Linked DNA regions of Gossypium hirsutum: region 1 is linked to region 2. Evidence: chromatin contacts called from public Hi-C data. All regions are on one chromosome and are shown on one strand. The core of a region is the stretch at or near the end of the contact, and the rest is flanking DNA. Distances in the headings are between cores, read along the strand shown. Region 1 holds the start of LOC107948854 (fructose-1,6-bisphosphatase, chloroplastic). Region 2 holds the start of LOC121228162 (rop guanine nucleotide exchange factor 7).

Region 1 (4,877 bases), core at 2,265-4,764, 570 kb before region 2:
AACGAGGCTTGGCAAGAGGGATCATGTAAAGAGCAGGCTGGACTTTGATGGTTCTGATGCAACAGTTGATGTGTACAAGCCAATAATGAACGAGACCTCCACGTCTGAGTCTGAAATAGATGCAGATCTCTTTGACCTGGATTTGCCAAATTTAGATGCTTTTGGTGAAAATTTCTCCTTCTCGGAACTATTAGTGGATCTTGATCTTGGACCTGATGCAATTGGCTACCCTTCCCAACCAACGTTGGGTACTTCTGGATCTGCTCTTTCAGGGTATTGATTCTAACTTCAATCAAATTACATTTTTTGACCATTAGTTTCTCTACTCATTTCTTCATTAATTTCCGTGTAGTCATTTTTCTCTGACGTTTATTTTCTGTCATGCCTCACAGGTCCTCTCATGACTCGGGGGATGACAATCTGGGGGCTAATCAAGTCATGTCAGGGTTTTCATCTACTGTCACAGAAGTGTTTTCAGAAAAAAATATGAATGCAGAAGGTGGTAAAGCTCACTGCTGCCTAATTTTATTGCTTCTAAACTGATATTTGTATGCTTACTCTGCATGTCCTATGGTTGCAGGACCCAACACCTTGACATCAATGAAGTCTATAACAAAATGCATAAAGATATTGAGCCCTGGTAAAATACTATATCCTGCTACAGTCATCATTTTGAAGGTTAATATTTCTCTTTATTCATGTTCACTTTTTCCTGAATTTGCAGCAAAAGGTCAAAGAACTTCTCCGGATAAAAACAATTATTCTGCTACAAACTGAGTGGTTTTACCATCAAGATGACTAGTTGGCTGACTATCGGTACAGCACTCACTACAAGCAATATCTAAACCCTTCAAGCATTTTAACATGGCATTAAGCTAATTTCTTTGTAAAGATCAAGTTATGTTTGCCAATGTGATTTTGTTTAAAATTTGAGCAACATAGATGCTCTACAAACTCAAGAATTGTTAATCAAATGTTGTATTTTTTAATTATCATGTAGGATACTAAAGATACCATGGAGATGTTGATAGCATTTTGATTGTCTAATCATGTAATTCTTTAATTGAAAACTTCTCTCGTCATCCTTGATAGGAAAATTGTCTTGTCATCTTGTGTACTTGAAATATGCCCATAACATGCAAAAAGGTTGAAACCCATATGTTGGTGCTCAACAGCTCAAGCCAAGTACTTCTGTAATTTCTGAACTTCATCTGGGCTTCCAATGAAAATTGGTGTACGTTGGTGTACCTGCCAATATAACATGCTAAAGCCATTAATGCTTGTCTAGTGCAAGGACATGCTCCCGTTAACATTGTAATTCTTAGCCAATATGGTTCTTGTTTAAGCTGTTACCTGCTCAGGTACGATGTCAAGAATTCTTTGAACTCCATCTATTGCAGTGCCACTAGCTTGTTCTATTAAAAAGCTCATTGGTGCACACTCATATAGTAGCCTCAGATTTCCATTTTTGCTGTTCTTGTTCTTAGGGTTGCCATAGATGCCACCGCGAAGCAGCATTCGATGAATTTCACCAACAAGGCAACCTATGTAGCGGCCTGAGTATGGTTTGCCATTGGATCCTGGTTGCCTCAGGTGGTCAAGGTAGTTCTTCAGTTTGTTATCCCAGAGGTCATAATTTCCTTCATTGAAAGAGTAAATTTTACCAGACTCAGGTATTTTGATATTCTCATGTGTTAACACAAATTCTCCATAAGTGGGATCTAGGGTGAATGCAAACACCCCCTTGCCTAAGGAGATGGTGAACACAACAGAGCTTGAATATAGACAATAGCCAGCAACCAATAAATTTCTCCCTGGCTGGCAAACATTGATGATGCATTTTTCTCTCGCTTTATCAAGCTGTATTGTAAACGAGTTGAAACCATTTAGGTAAGAGATTAAAACAGTGGCCTTGTTTAAATAAATGTGGGCTGCTTTTTTGCAGTTCACTTCCACTGTTTAGTTGCAGCTGTAGGATACAAAACTGCAGGTAATTTATGCTGGTTAATTGTGTTCTTGACTGTAAAAGTACCATGGAAGCCCTTGTACTATATAAGTCGGATTGTATTTAGTTTATTTATTCAAAAAATTGACAAACTAGTCTTTGTACATTATATTAATGTGTAAATTTATCATTTTAGTTAAAATTTTAAATAAACTAGTCTTTGTACATTACATTAATGCTGATGTAAATAGATTAATGAAATGGATAAAATTTTGAATAGAAGAATTAAATTACTTTTTCATCTATTACATAGGAACTAATTTATCAATCTTTTGAGTAATGGGGTAAATGCAATCTTACTCCTAATATAGGGCCTCCATGGTATTTTAACCGTTATTGTTTAAGATTAGACTTTACAGATGAAAGGATTACCGTGGAGTTATCATCAAGATCGATAAGGCATTGCTCGTCAGGGCCATATATGCCAAAGATTGATCCAGTTGTTAATGCAGTATCAATATTGGCTGATCCATCAATAGGATCAAAGACAACAATGTAGTTTCCAGAATAAGTTTCTTCAACTGCAACAGGTACATCTTCTTCCTCTGATGCTATAATCCCTGTTCGTCCACTTGATCTTAGGCAGTTGCAGAACAACTAAACTTATATTATGTACCTTGGGTTAGTGAATAAACTTCATAACATGTCATGTTATTTTTGTCTCATGTTACTAAACGACATAAATAAAACCCATTGGAAACATAGACTAACCTCATTGGATATAACGTCCAGCTTCTTCTGGTCTTCACCTTGGACATTGATAGTACCTTGGCCGCCGGTGAGATTAATAATGCTTGATCTTTGGAGCAACGAAGCTATCTGTTTACAAGCCAAGGAGATGCTTGATAGAACAACAGTGAGCTCGGCGTCAATGTTGCCTGCTAGTTCTTGTTTCAACAGCCAAGAGGTTAAATTCTCGAGTGCAAACTGGGTCTTCCTTTGCTCCTTGTTTTGGACTTGTTGTGTCACTGTTTCCGGCAATGGAAGTTCCACCGCTTTACGTTGAACGCCGGTGGAAATTCTGTGTGCGAAACTTGGCGAGTAGTGATTGAAACGATGAAGACTATGAGGAGAGGTGGATCGATGTGACTTTGAGAAGAGGATATTGCAACAGGACGAAGTTGATATTGCCTGAACCATTTTTTCTTTTTCAGTTTTCTATTTTCCGCTGATCCTTTCTATAATTTTGGTTGTGTGTTTAAAACTTCCAATTGGGCAGTTGTTTGCTTATCTGCTTGTTGCTGACAAATGTGTGATGGTGATTATGCCTGCAATCAATCCAAATGGAAGATAGCATCCACCATATAGCCTACCAGGACCCACCTGTATTATGTCAAAGTTTCTATTTTTAGCTCTCTCATTTATATGGGTTTTTGGTTAAAAAGCCTAGTTGGTGTAAATACTAGTTATGGGCTTCAAAGCTCTGTTTCTGGAACCATGGAATTCCACTAAGGTAGTGAATTTGTATCGGTACTTCTTGTGTCCGTCAGAATGTTTTACTCTAATACTAAACCAAAACAATAAACTTTAGGTTTTGTTTTAGTCTAAATTTTAGTATTGTATTAATTGATCTTATCCACATTGACCGATAGAAGCCATTTAAAATTTAAAATTAATTTTTTTTTTAGTTTGGTCTTGTTAGATGGTGGGTTGTTATAAGATGATATTATTGTTTAATTATGGGATTTTTTTTATTTGTTTATTTTAAGTTTGTTTAATAATAAATTGTATTTATGAAGTTTATTGAAAGGATATTTTATATAATTGATGAATATTTTATATTTAGAATTTATTTAATATTTATAAATATTTATATATACATATATAAAATATATTTAAAAAAATAGTAAATCCAAAATGATATATTTGAACACAAATACATACAATAGAAAAATAATAGGTCTTACAGACATGAAATTCTCTCCAAAATCTTGTTGGGTTAAAAGTCATGGATGCTTTAAAGCCCAACCAATATGTAACTAAACTGTACAAAAAAAAAGAAGAAGAAGATAAGTTTATCTTTTAACTTTTATATTTTTGTTAATTTGGTTTTTGATTTTTTTAATTAAACTTGGCTTTTAACTTTTCAAAAAATAGTCAAATTGTTTTTCTAACATATTACTAATTAAAATATTAATTTTTTAACAATGTTAACATGGTAAACTGTGTAACAGTTCACGTGCTCTTTATGTTGACATAACACTATTTGTTTGTATGCCACATCAACAAATTGTTTAATAATTATAAAAAAATATTAAAAAGTATAATAAAATAATTCAAAATTCAATATATATAAAAAATACATAATAATTCAAAAAATTAACATGAAGCACATGTGAATTGTCATATGGGTTGTCATGTTTAAAAATTTAACATTTTAATCAATATTTTCGTTAAAACAATAACAATTTGACTCCTAGATTGATGGTCAAATTTGGAGCTTTTTAAAAAAGTTGATAATCAAATTTGATTCCTTTTAAAAGGAATTAAATGTAAACATTAAGGCCAAAATTTTTATTATGCCAAAAAAAATTATTAGTTCGGTATTTGAAGAATTTCTAAAATTAGTTTAGTATTTATTCTTTCATTTCATCATTAGTTATTTTAGTGTATTTTTTCATTAAAAAAACTAAAATGAAAAATACAACCAATTCAAACGAGATATGCATCCAAAATGTCATACAAGCAGTTCAAAAATTAAAAGCGTAAATTTCAAAAGAAAATTCTAAAAAAATTGTCAAAATGTTATAAAAAAATCTAAATTATAAAAAAATAAAGTTTTTTTTCTCTAAAATTTTAAAAACCTATAAAATTATAAAAATAGGAAAATCTAAACCCTCCATAAAATTCATATATATATTTGAAATTATAA
Region 2 (4,897 bases), core at 84-2,583:
TGAATTATTACATTCTTTCAATTTATTAATGTAAAAGGAATTATATTGTTTTTCATGCAATCAATTATACGAGCATCAATCCTATGTTGAAACTCGACTAAAATTTTTATTCAATAATCAATCTAACATAATTTTTGTCTCTTGAATTTTGTAATTTCCTCTATTATTTATATTTTTTATTCATTTTAGTATCTAAATTTAATAATTAGATTCGATTTGATTCTTAAACTAAAAAAATATTTAAAAAAATTTAATAATGTGACACTTTAAGAATGTGTCACATTTATCGCTTAAATTTTTTTTAAAAAAATTATATAAATTTTTAGGCGATGATGATATGGTATAATTTTAAAGTGTTACATATAATATTTAATAACCAAAATAGATATGAGGTACCATGTAAATTTTTTTTTAAAAAAAAAGTACAATTATAAATGCTAAAGTAGAATGTAGTTGCAAAATTTAAGGAAAAAAAATATAATATCCCTTGATTTTAAAAAAAAGTTTTAAGTTGGGGCAACTTAAATACATACATTGGTTTAAACTTGAAAGCTGAAAAAGGATAAGAAAAGAAGAGGAGTACTTAGGGATTCAAATTTCAAAACCTACCATTTAAATGTGGATGCTGCATCACACACTCCTAAAACCAAAAAATATTCCAACCATAAAAATAAAGGGGTTTCCAGCCCTACATAACAAACAAACTAAGAAAGTTTAAAAAATTGGAATCCTAATGCATTTAACCCTCTCCAAAAGGAACAACCACATTAATCAAAGGAAGTGGAAATGTTAATTTTATATAGTTATAATTATTTGATACTTAAAGAAATCCTCAAATATTCTTAATTAATAAATGACAATACCCACATCTTCATTTTTCTTTTTCATTCTCAATTATAAGAATAGCTTTCACATCTTAATTACTCGTTTTCCAAATTAAATTAAAAAAAATGTTTTACCCTTCCCATAATCTTATTATAATCTAAACACTTTCACATTGGGGCCTTCAAAAATTAACAACTATTTAATTGTTTAATTTTACATTATTTTTAAAATAATCCCAATCTAACATAATTTACTTAAATATAAAACATACCCACTTTGAAATTCGATTCATTACTTATTTTATCTACTCTACTTGTCAATTATTTATTCATTCTCGAAAATTATGTAAAAAAATAAAAAGAAAAAGTTATGATCAAATTAGTTTTAACTTTTAAAGGAAAATTAGACTTCAATAAAAGTAAATAAAAACTGACATACTAAACCATTAAAATATGTTTAAAGTAGGTAATTTAAAAAATTAATAGCAATAAATTTATGAGTAAAACTGAAATGTGATTTATAAAAGCAAAATTGGCATTGAATTCAAATAAAAGAATAAAAGTTGGTGATGGTTGATATGTATATCATCCTGTTGAATTTCATTTACAATTCAAAGTAAAGAAGAAATGATAAAAAGTTTGATTTGGGTTTGGAAAAGAAGATTCCAAATAAGAAAACATGACACAGACAATGTGGAGCGCTTGAAGAACAACTTCTCCTTTACACCAAAAACAACTTCTAGAACTCCTAAATTTTGAAACTAAAGGCATTGTGTGCATCTTATTAGGATCTTAAAAACAACATAAATTGAAAGGATAGACGTCATGGATTTGAATGGATACATCCTCCCATCACCACCCTACTTTTAATTTTCAAACAAAGCCTAGACATTGTCAAGCCCTTTTCTTGTCTGCTTAAGAACATGACAACTTAGGAAAAATAACAAAAAGGAAAACTGGGGATTCTCTTCAAATAGTTATTACCAGCTTTACTTCATAATATAAGACCACATAGCTTCACACTTTTTTCTCTCATACATTAAGAAAAGGAAAAACCCATATTATATTTCTGAGTCTTTTTTTTTTTTTTTTTTACTTCCATTCTGCCTTAATGCAGGTATGGTTTTAGCCTTATGGATGGACCTTTCATCCACCGAGAGCACATAGGCTCAACCCAACAAGAAGATTACCAGTTCAAGCTTTGTTTGCCTGTACCAAAGCTAAAAGCTAGTAGCTTTTGGGTTCCAAAATCTGTTAAAAGCTTGTGCTACAGAGCTATAGAGCCAAATGTGTGTTGCTTAGAGAGATTAGATTATAGTGGTACAATAGTTAACAACTCTGCTGTTCCTGATTCACCTGGTGTTCTTGAAGAAAAGAGAGCTGACATGGAGGGTTTGGTTGAGAAGAAAGAAAGGTTTGAAGAGAAGATTAAAAGCTTTGGTGAAAATGGGGTTCAAATGGGGACCTTTGCTGTGTTACTTGAAGACAAGGGTCGTGAAAGTAGTTCAAGTTCTGATCTTTTCACATCAGAAACAACAGTGCATGAGGAGGAACACAGTCACAGTAGTTCTGAGGAAGATTTATATTCACCACCTTCATTGGATTGGCATGGGCAGGAAATTGCGGAAACAGAAGACAGCAGCATCTGTAGTAGTTTTAGTGAAGATAGAAAGAAAACCCCCATGGATGATAGGAAATTGGAGAAACAAGGTTCCACGGTTTCAGGTATTATGACTACTATAAGAAAATGTCTCTCATTTTCCTTGTTTGATTTATTTTATTGATGTATTTCGTAATGGGGTTGCAGAGATTGAGTTGATGAAGGAAAGATTTGCAAAATTGTTGCTTGGTGAAGATATGTCTGGGTGTGGAAATGGTGTTTGCACTGCCTTGGCTATTTCAAATGCCATCACCAATCTTTGTGGTATGTTGACTATTTTTCTTTAAACATAGTTTCTTTTATCTGTTTGATTTCTCCATGTGGCATTTGTTTCTCATTCACTTTGCCTTAACCACGCAGCCACCTTGTTTGGGCAAATATGGAGGCTAGAACCAGTACCGCTTGAGAAGAAAGCAATGTGGCGAAGAGAGATGGAATGGTTTCTTTCTGTTAGTGATCACATTGTTGAGTTGATACCTTCGTGGCAGACATTCCCAGATGGAAGCAAGCTTGAGGTGAAGCTTTGATTTAAAATGTGACATCAGGGCAGTTCTAAAATCTAATGAACAATTTGTATCTAATGGTGGATTTATAGTTTAAATTTCAATGGCCGTTGCTGTGATTTCAGGTCATGACGTGCAGGCCCCGGTCGGATCTTTATGTTAATCTCCCAGCTTTAAGAAAATTGGACAACATGCTTCTTGTAAGATCCATCGACTTTTATTGCAATACGGAAACATGTTTCTGTTGTAGAGTTCATTTTTAACGTAGAATTGTTTTTGCAGGAGATATTAGATAGTTTTGTTGATACAGAGTTCTGGTATGTTGACCATGGGATTCTAGCTCAGGAGGCTGCTGGATCAACCCCATTTCGGAAAGCCCTTCAGCGTCAAGAGGAAAAATGGTGGCTTCCAGTGCCTCGAGTGCCCACAGGAGGCCTTGATGAAAATTCAAGGAAGCAATTGCGGCATAGACGTGACTGTGCGAACCAGATCCTAAAAGCTGCCATGGCTATCAACAACATTACTCTTGCTGATATGGAAGTCCCTGAATCATATTTTGAGTCTCTTCCAAAGGTAAAAGAAAGTGGATGGTAATTAGATGTACTGTGTACGTGTTCTAGGAAGTGCTGGTTGTTAACTTCTGCTAGAATTTGTTTCAGAATGGCCGAGCAAGCTTAGGAGATCTCATTTATCGCTATGTTTCATCTGATCTGTTTACTCCCGAATGTCTTCTTGATTGCCTTGATTTGTCCTCCGAGCATCAAGCTATAGAGATCGCCAACCGAGTGGAGGCCTCAATATATCTGTGGCGCAGAAAGACCAATCCCAAACCTGTCAACAACACATCCCGCTCTAGTTCAAAGTCGTCATGGGACATGGTTAAGGATCTAATGGTTGATGCTGAAAAGAGAGAAATACTTGCAGATAGAGCCGAAAGCCTCCTGCTTTGCTTGAAGCAGCGGTACCCCGATCTTCCCCAGACCACTTTAGATATGAGCAAGATTCAGTACAACAAGGTTTGTGTCTCAAATTCCACTTTCATATTTGTTCTTAAGAAGGCTTTCTAAATAGCCATGCTAATAATTTAGTGTTGTGGTGCTACTTAGGATATTGGGAAATCCATTTTGGAAAGCTACTCTCGAGTTTTAGAGAGCCTGGCATTTAACATTGTGGCGCGTATCGATGATCTGCTTTATGTTGATGATTTGACCAAGCATTCAGACCAATTCTCTTCGCCGACCAGAGTTGGTGTAATCGGTCGGAAGAGTCTTTCGATTCCTTACTCGGTGCCCTTCTCAAGCACTCCTTATAGAACTGCATTTACAACTCCAAACTTTTCACCAGCACATCTAGTTAGCCCCGTTAAGGGAGAAAGTTCACCATTATTCTCAAGCAACAAAATCCCACACCATGGGATGGGTGTGAAAAAGGTCTTGTTGACAGACTATCTTAGTATTGATTTAAGAGATAAGGAACACAGTAGTCCAAATGAAGTAACTGAATCAGGTTCAACTTCAAGCATAGCTAGAGAATCGAGGGTATCGTTTGAGGGTCTAAAACGAGGCTGTGAGCCTACCAAAGCCCGAGCCAGCCCCAGAGAATGAACCCTGATGTTGCACGCCATGAACCATTTCCTTGAGACGACAATCTTTCACCTCTTTCTATAATTATAGTTTTTTTTATTATATAAAATTTGGTAGAAATAGGAGGATGTTTGAGAATGATGAACAGGAGTCGCCCTGTGATTTGTTTTGTATCCTAAATGAAACCAATGTTGATGGATGTATTTCAACCAGTTGTCCCAATAGAAGAGTTTTTTTTATATGATGTTATTACATTATTCTTTGTAGCTTCGTTTAGCAAGCCAATAAAAAATCGACAAACCTGGATTCTATAGGTATGATTCGTTT

The links. Hi-C and Micro-C count contacts between places; a contact is called where the count stands out from the background.
Region 1: a Hi-C map of leaf shows a contact between it and region 2, with 4 times the contacts expected there. The contact joins the promoter of LOC107948854 here to the promoter of LOC121228162 in region 2. A contact is called at or near these places in 2 of 34 Hi-C or Micro-C datasets (both in leaf).

The regions. Positions count from the first base shown.
Region 1 is chrA04:75,404,453-75,409,329 of Gossypium_hirsutum_v2.1, reverse strand. It overlaps LOC107948854 (fructose-1,6-bisphosphatase, chloroplastic), which reads right to left and starts at 3,514. Exons shown (of 4, transcript XM_016883502.2): 1 at 2,717-3,514; 2 at 2,378-2,602; 3 at 1,354-1,860; 4 at 871-1,248. The coding sequence starts at 3,145. The coding sequence ends at 1,177. LOC107948853 reads left to right here. Exons shown (of 7, transcript XM_016883501.2): 4 at 1-273; 5 at 393-499; 6 at 581-640; 7 at 725-1,033. The coding sequence ends at 777.
Region 2 is chrA04:74,835,508-74,840,404 of Gossypium_hirsutum_v2.1, reverse strand. It overlaps LOC121228162 (rop guanine nucleotide exchange factor 7), which reads left to right and starts at 1,333. Exons shown (of 7, transcript XM_041111376.1): 1 at 1,333-2,549; 2 at 2,632-2,748; 3 at 2,845-2,999; 4 at 3,113-3,187; 5 at 3,270-3,560; 6 at 3,647-4,003; 7 at 4,094-4,881. The coding sequence starts at 1,958. The coding sequence ends at 4,591. It overlaps LOC121228163, which reads right to left. Exons shown (of 5, transcript XM_041111377.1): 5 at 3,183-4,897. It also overlaps the pseudogene LOC107948841.